Regions from separate parts of the Mus musculus genome. Here region 1 is linked to region 2. Evidence: chromatin contacts called from public Hi-C data. All regions are on one chromosome and are shown on one strand. Each heading gives the region's core, a stretch centred on a gene start, on an enhancer-like site or on the middle of the called end of the contact. The rest is flanking DNA. Distances are from core to core; before and after follow the strand shown.

What was found. A called contact is a pair of places that touch in the nucleus more often than the background predicts.
Region 1: a Hi-C map of olfactory sensory neurons shows a contact between it and region 2, with 2.0 times the contacts expected there. The contact joins the enhancer-like site here to the promoter of Wdsub1 in region 2. A contact is called at or near these places in 1 of 39 promoter capture datasets (macrophages), 3 of 484 Hi-C or Micro-C datasets (bone marrow-derived macrophages, nephron progenitors and olfactory sensory neurons), 4 of 115 datasets of contacts at active chromatin or transcription factors (CD8 T cells, embryonic fibroblasts, embryonic stem cells and 1 more) and 4 of 9 other capture datasets (adipose tissue, embryonic stem cells, liver and 1 more).

Annotation. Positions count from the first base shown.
Region 1 is chr2:59,917,686-59,921,715 of GRCm38.p6, forward strand. It overlaps Baz2b (bromodomain adjacent to zinc finger domain, 2B), which reads right to left. Exons shown (of 36, transcript NM_001001182.3): 24 at 2,610-2,853; 25 at 754-816. Among named protein-coding and RNA genes, the nearest start is that of Gm52554, 37 kb to the left of the region's middle. Within about 2 kb of position 2,771, at least 2 of the 459 cell types and tissues checked have an H3K27ac peak or open chromatin away from gene starts, as enhancers often do. A contact at or near this core is called in olfactory sensory neurons, where this site is marked.
Region 2 is chr2:59,880,038-59,884,204 of GRCm38.p6, forward strand. Wdsub1 (WD repeat, SAM and U-box domain containing 1) reads right to left here and starts at 2,569. Exons shown (of 11, transcript NM_001379396.1): 1 at 2,441-2,569. Gm52554 (a long non-coding RNA gene) reads left to right here and starts at 2,642. Exons shown (of 3, transcript XR_003954039.1): 1 at 2,642-2,655.

The DNA.
Region 1 (4,030 bases), core at 1,521-4,020, 38 kb after region 2:
GCAAATGCCATCAAACATTACTAAGCCAAAGCAAATAGGCCAATTCCAGTGTACTGCCAATAACACTTCTGCATTAGTTAATCGTGCTCACATCTGCTTATCTTTATACGAGTGCTTTGTCAACAATGACTAATTTCTGACATACAGCCACGGGTTAAATACAGACACAGGAGGATACAGGCATTTCATAGTACTTAAAAACTAACTGTTCTGCCATGAGTCTGAAGGAGAGGGGGCTTGGAGGGGGGAAAGAGAAGGAAGAAACGATGTAATTGTCATCACAACCTCTCCACACATTTTTCTTATAAAAAGACTCATTTTAAATTTTATTAGTGATATTGGGACACAGAATATAATCTTAATAATAAATACATAAATATACAGTTTATAAGTCTAATGTAAATGAAACATAAATACCCAAATGTAAAATGAAATGCAAATAACCAAACTATCACTATGAAACATACAGAAATTTGAGTAATAAGTTCCCAGAGATTATATCTTTACTGAAACTTTAAAGTTACAATTTGAAGCACCTGGAACGCGTCATAGCTTTGGACACACACAATGCATTCAGAGCCTTTGACCACGTGCATTGAGCCTGTGAGGCGTAAGAGGGCACCTGTATAGAGTTCTTCTGTTTAGTAACTTATAGAAAGCTTGCTTTTACTTAGCAGTCAGAAAAGCGACCCCCTTTCCACACGGATTTTAGAACCCTGCACACAGAAGTGGACGCGGCTCTGGAGTGCTTACTTTGCTCAGTTTTTCAATCTGTTTTTCTAGCTCCTCAACGCTGGCTGTTTGGTCACCTTCATCCTAAACATAACAAAATGCAGAGTTATTTACCTGCTGGAAAGTTTCATTCTCCAAATACACGAACATATCAAACCCACAGACACACGCACACACACACCCACCCACATCCCCCACACACCTACATTATATATAAATTACATATAGAGTAGTAAACGAGGATGCACGGCGTCTCTTCTGAGGGTATTTTTTTTCGTTTTTGTTTGCAGCGCTGAGGGCTTTACGGATACTACAGAAGTGTCTCAGCATTGAGCTGCCTGAGCTGTGCCCTCAGATCAGCGCTTGTTTAATGGTAGTGCTTAAAGATAAAAGTGAGGGCTGTGTCTGTCAATTGACTTTTGATATATCTCTGGTCATCTTTCCCTGACATTTCTTGCCATACAAAGCACTTTTTTCAAAAGTCACTACCACTTATGCATATACATCAGAAAAGACTAGACCTAGTGAATGGAAGGGAAAGGAGGAAAGACTGTCAAAGTTTTATCATTATCTATTATTTATATACTTCTTATCAGAGTCCAGGGACAGAGTTATTCTGGTTGTTATGTCTGAACTAAAAGTAACATGAATTCTAACTGGAATAAAAGAAACTTCAAAAAGACAATAGGCCCCAACTCCTTAAAACCCGACTCTCAAACAGATGCTTAGTATATATTGGTGTAAAGCAGTCTTTTGATAAACAGGGCAAATGCTTGAGAATTTACTAAAGCAAAAATAGCAATTCAATCAATAGAAAATTGGAATAAGGTAAAAAAATAGTTATGTACCGCCAAACGTGACCCCTCCAACTTTGTACTTCACAAGGAAACAATGTCCAAAACACACTGCTCAGCATGGTGTGCTGTCCCCAGACACTCTTTTCTGTCTCCCCCAGCTCATGTCTACCCTAGCACATATGTCTTAGCTAATGGGTGCAGAATGCTCACGGGAGTGTTCCTCCAAATATTCTTCATGGGCACGTTACACACACTAAACATCTTCCCTATCACACCAATTAACATTTGATATCTATTCTGTATATTAAAAAAAAGTACCCCAAACAACCAAACTTCTTCATTCATGGTGAGGGCTCAGTGATGTATCCATCTTTAGTAAGGTTGCCTGAAACTAATGCTGGACATATACATCATTTTCACTAAGCCTGATAAAGCCCTTTAAGGCAAGAGCAGTGAGCAGGCATAGCACGGTGTGCCAGTGGTGTGTGAGAGATCTGAAGATCAGTCTACACAGATCTAGGGAGGCCTGGAGGGATGATGATAGTCACGTGTTCCTAACGGCAGGGATCCACTCAGAGCAAATGCAGTTAGTGATTTCATGATAGTCAAACTATCACGAGGAAGACTGACACAAAGCAAGATGCCAACAATGTCATCAGGTGACACAAGCCTAGGGGACCACTGTCAGACGCCTGCTGAGTGCAGTGTCTGTACACACAAAGCACACCCAGTTCCTTTCCTTCCGTCCAAGTGCCCTTCCATATACAGCCATGGCACTGACTTGTTCCTTGATTAGCACAAAACAATTTAAGAGACAACTTCAACAGTACTTTCAGGCTGGGAGCATGGCATGGACAAGCCTGGTTGGGGGAGGGGAGGAGGAAGACAAAGGAAGATGGGGGGGGGGGAGAGGAGGAGAAAGAAGAGGAGGAGGAGGAAATCATCTTCAGATGAAGAAACTGGGGCAAGTAAATGTTACAAACTGAATTAATGAGAAGCCCACGGCCTTCCATTTCGTGTTGTTTTCCGGCAGGTTGCACCCTCCTGTTCCCTCTTATACATGAACCTGACATTGATTACCTCATCTTCACAGATATCGGTCTTCTTTCCTTTTTTGTCATCTTTATCTTCCTCATCTTCCTCATCCTCATCAGCTTGGTCGTCGCTGTCATCATCGTCATCATCGTCATAATCACTGTCCCCTCCCTTCCTTCTCCGCTTGCGTCCTGGCGTGGGCGTGCCCAAGGGGTGTTGTTCTTCCCCGAGGTCAATGCCCCCTGAGGCGTCTCTCTTGCCTGTTTTCTTAGCATGAATTATCCTAAGCCTTTAAACATCAGAAGGCACAGAATAAAAAGGTTCTCTTGCCCCCGTTAAGATCATAATTCTCATGCGGTCAATGCCAATGCTTTCTGTTTCCCTTCTTTCCGAGGTACTGAGGATTCAACTCACTGCTTCTTAGTCATCAACCACTAAGATGCATGCCCCACCAGGACGTGGCGTCTTAACTGAGTCTTACTTAGTAGGTTAGCTGGCCTAGAAATTTGTGATCCTCCTGCCTTCTCCTCCTAAGTGCGGGGATTACAGACAAGCAGTGACACATCCACATGATAAGCTTAGTCTTAAGAAAAAACGGTACTCAGCAATATATCAATGGCAGTAAAAAAAAGTATAAGAAAAATTAAGACATATGTTTCCACAAGTTACAGAATATATAAAGTTCTATGAATCACCTTGTGGTAATTAGAAGACATTAGACCAACAAAACTCTGAAAGCTGAGATGAATATCTCTATCAATGTTCAAATGATACTTCCTAATTTCTTCTTTTTCCAATAATTCATTAATATTTTTATGAATTATTATGAATTTCATTTGCATTGGTATTTTGCCTGAATGTCTGTCTGTGAAGGTGTCAGATTCCCTGAAACTGGAGTTACAGACGGTTTTGAGCTGTCGTTGTAGGTGCTGGGAACCGAATCAGAGACCTCTGGCAGAGCAGCCAGGGCTCTTAACCACCAAGCCATCTCTCCAGCCCCCCAATTCTTCCTGATTTCTATACTGTGTGCCTGACTAAATTCCAGTTCAAATTACTGCAAAGAAACTCATCTTGTAATCTTTTTAAACATTCAGTTGATTAGTTTTCATTTTATGTGTTTTCCCTGAATGTATGCATGGGCACTACGTTGAGTGCCTGGTACCCACAGAGGACAGATGAGGGCACAGGTGTCCTGAAACTGGATTTACAAATGGCTGCAAACCACCATGGAGGTGCTGGGAATTGAACTCAGGTCCTCTGCAAGTGCACTAAGCACTCCCAACCACTGAGCCATCTTGCTGGCTCTCAACTGCTCTGCCTCTGATTGTTTGTTTTCATTTGGGAACAGGTACCGCTATGTAACCCAGGCTGGTCTTAAACTCTGGATTTTCCTGCCTCAGCTTTCCAAATGCTGGGATTATAGGCTCACATCATAATCTTTGAGAACGATTCCCTTTTACAGTTAA
Region 2 (4,167 bases), core at 1,319-3,818:
CTTTATTGTGGCTGGTGACTCCAGGGGATCAGAATCTGTCATCTTGCTGGGGGATATGGCGGTAGGCAAGAAGACCACTGGAGCCACTGGAGCAGTCGATGAGCACTTCTATCTGATCACAGGCAGGAAGCAGAGAGAGCACTAACTGGAAATGACAAACCTCAAAGCCCAACAAGGCCTCCAACAAGGACACATCCCCTAATCCTTATCAAACAGTCCCACCAACTGGGGACCAAGCATTCAAACAGACGAACCTAAGAGAGCCATTCTTGTTCAAACCATTACACTTCCATGGGAATTGTTGGTCGGAGAAGCCCCAGAAGCTCGCCCCTCCCCTCAAACAGCACAGGCTCTTGCCAAGCCTTGGTTGTCCACCAGAACTAGATGACAAAGCTCTACTGCTGGAAGGTTCCACATCTCTTGGTTCCAAGATACAAAGAAATCAAGCTGCAAGCGACCTGGAAACCTCCTCCATGCTGGCTAGCTGTTAATGCCATTGGTGCTATGGAGGCTGATGGAGAAAAAAGACAAATCTTAACTAGCCGAAACTCTATGAACTATAATCACAACCTGGCAGGCAAGATGTAGCCACCATTGTAATAGTGGCACAACTCTTAGGGAGACAACCAATCCTTCTCTGACTGGATTTGTGGGCAGATGGGAATCAATGCCCAGTACTGAAAAACCTGTCTATCGCCTATGCCTAGAGAGGTCCTGGGGAAACTTATTACTGTTGTTCAGCTTAATTGACGAAGAGTCAAACTGTCCTTCTAAGTATCTGTGCTTATAAGCACAGCCAAATAAATGCTGCTCTCAGCCCCAGAGAGACCTCTCTTTGCCATCGATGGTGAATGCAGAGTCTCATGGAATGCAGTATAGATACTGAGGCTAAGGAAAGCTGAGGAATCAGCCTGAAATAAGATGTTTATAGCATCCCTTCTAAGGCTTAGGAACAACTGTAAGACAGGGAACCAAAAGACTTCAAAGGCAGCGGACAGAGGAAGTGCTCTGAAATCCCACTCATTAGATATAGCCACTGCAATCATACATGCCCAGCAACCTTGTTACTGTGCTGAGCTCGCACAAGGTTGGCGCTGTCAAGACAGGGATCAGGGAAGTGGCTCGTGAGGCACCGCTTCTTACTTCTGAACTATTGGCCAATGGTAGATTCTGGGAGAGGGGGGCATTGTGTTCAGGTATCCAAGGCTGACCAGCATTTGTGTGAGTCTGGCTTATTTCACTTAGCAGGGTCATTTCTAGTTCCAACATTTTCCCACAAATATCATGATTTCATTTTTCTTTGTGGCAAAGTAAAATTCTATTGTGTATATGTACCGATTTTAAAAATCCATTTGTATCAGTTTAAAAAAATCCAACTGGCAACAGTCATCTAGATCAGTTCCATTTCTTGTGGTATGCAGCCTTGTACCGCACACAGTGCATGTATCTCTGTGGTAGGACTTAGATCTTTGGCTACATAAGATGTTGTACAGGCAGGTCGAATGTCAGTCTTCTGAGAATGCTTCATACTGATTCCTGCAGCGGCAGCCCCTGTGTGCATTCCCACCGCCAGTGACCACAAAGAAGTAGGCACCCTGTCCATATTGCTTATCTCTGCAACCACAGCATGCAAGGCAGTGCTAGGTACCTAACGTGCTCAAATGAAACTCCGTTCCAAATATAGTTGAGTTTGCTTTTAAATGTTACATATGAAATCTAGCATGGAATGATTTAGAAAGTAAAGCTTCCAAAACAAAAATCTAACTGTGGAAAAACAGTATAATTAAAAATTAGTGCCGGGCATCCTGGCCTGAGCCTGTAACACCAACACTAGGGAGGCAGAGGCAGGACGAGGATCAGGGGTTCAAGATCACCTTCAGCTAAACAAGGAGGTAAAGCCTACCTAACTAGTCTCAGAAAACCAACAAACGAGTAACAATCGCGGCTGAAACCATCCCTAAGAAACAGACGTGACCTCGACTTGTAAAATGGATAATCTCTTGTCTTCATCTAGTTTACGGAAATCTCTACAAATAAATAAGTAAATGTTTTCATTTTCATCTTCTTCCCAAAGTTCAGCAGCCTTCCCTCCAGGTCTCTCATAGCCTCACAAAACAAAACAAGCAGAAACACTCCAACAGGTTCTCGGAAAACAAGCTCAGATGGAGCTTTCTGGAGCCGGTCCAAATCCCCGGAGTGCCAATGCAGCGAGAGACTTTCCGAACCGGCTCCCGCTCTCTCTCTCTCGGCGCACAAGAGGCCGGGCGAGCCAGCAGGCCAGTGGGGTGTGCGTGACCGCAGCCCACCCGGTGGCCCGGTCCTGCCCCCGCCCCAACGCCACCTGGCGTGCAGCCCACACTCACTTCCCTCGCACCCGGACTGAGAGTCCCGCCTCCGGGCGGCTCCTCCCCTGCGCGGCTCCGGGGTCGAGGTCACGCACCTCCGGGTTCTGAGGTCACCAAGTCTGCACTGCCCCGGGCTCGGCCCCGGGCTGGGCCCCGAGCTGGGCTGCTGGGCTGGGCTGCTCACTAGGCAGAGCCCGACTCACTGGGTCACGTGTTACCTAACTGAGGTGGGCGTGGCTGCGGCGCAGGGAGAGCCGCGCAAGCCCCACCCCGCGCCCATGCCCGCGCATGCGTGCCCGCGGCAGCTCCGGTAGGCCGGTTCCCTGTGGGCTTTGGCTGTGGTAATTTACCTGGAAGTTGGTTTTTTTTCTTGTTTGTTTTGGGTTTTGTTTTGCTTAATGGTCCAAATGGGACTATATCATACTGCCGAATGGTAGTTTAACTTTTTTGCTCACAGAAAAAAAAAAGTTAGATTAAGCTCCTTCGTACTTAGATCTCTATCCACACTTCTGAACCTCAACTAGAGCTAAATAGAAATGGAACTACTGGGTGTATGAGCCTAAAGAATTTTCAGACTTACGTTACATACCAAGTACCCAGTGGCTCTGGGTTGTTTGTACTTGGCATGGTTTGTACTCTGAATGATATATGTAGAGTGGTGCCTGTCTCTCCACATTCTTGCCAGACTTGAGTGTTATCTTTTTCTATCTCCATAGTGACTGGAGCCCTGGTGAATGTGTATTTTGTTTGATATGGGCATAGCCGTATCAAGGAGCCCAGTGCCTTAGAGCCATGGGACTGGAAAAGCCACCCCTCCTGTCTGACGTTCTAACGTTAACGGGGTGTGCAGAAATGTCCTCTCTAGCTTTGTCCTCCTGGATGTTTACCGCCTGAAGACTGGTCCCCCACAGAGACTGCTCCTAGTGATGAGCTAAGCCTGTCTCCTTGTTCAGCTGTATACTATAAACCCTGCCATCTTAATTCAGCTATATGTTGAACTGTAACCCCTCTCTGTGTCCAACTGTATGTATTAAACAGGCTGGGTTCCCAGGGTTCTGCAGCCTTTTCCATGAGAGAGCCCAGACCATGTCATCCCAGATTCTGTGGATGTGTGTCTGTCACGCCTTCTTTCCTTTGAGGCCCGTTGCAAGGATGCAGCACATCTCCATCAATTTGACTGGCTATTATCTTAGTAAAATCTGTGAAATCTATGAAAGAAACCTAGGTGATAGTTAATAGTGTCAATGTGTCCAGAGCTAGAATCACCATGGAAACAAAGTTCTGGACATGGCTGTGAGGGATTTTTTTGATTAGGCTAATGAGGTGGAAAGGTCCACCCTAACTGTGGTGGTACCATCCCACTCGGTGACTTGGGCTGAAGAAAAAGGAGCACCAGTGTTTATCTCTTTCTTGACTTGGATGCAATGTGACCAGTTTCCCCAGGCAGTGCTGCCCATGTTCCCTGTCACGATGCTCTTTATCCTCTGGAACTGTGAGCCAAAGTGAACCACCCTTTCCCCAAGTTGCTCTTGCTGTGTGTTTTATCACAGCAATTAGACAAGGGACTAGTAGACCCCGCCTACAAACACCAGTTGTTTGCTGCAGCACGTTCACCCCATGGGACAGGTAGTTTGGGAGAGGCAAGCCCTCTCTGGTAGCTTGTCTCTTGCTTAAAACCTTGGGATATGGAAGACTTTCTAAAATATGCCAAATAGGAATCATTTATAAAGAAAAGATTATAGAGTTAGGTCTCTGTTCCTCCCCAATTTGGACAGATGGACAGGTATTTCCTCTGTAGCACCACCTGAGTCCTTGAGACCAG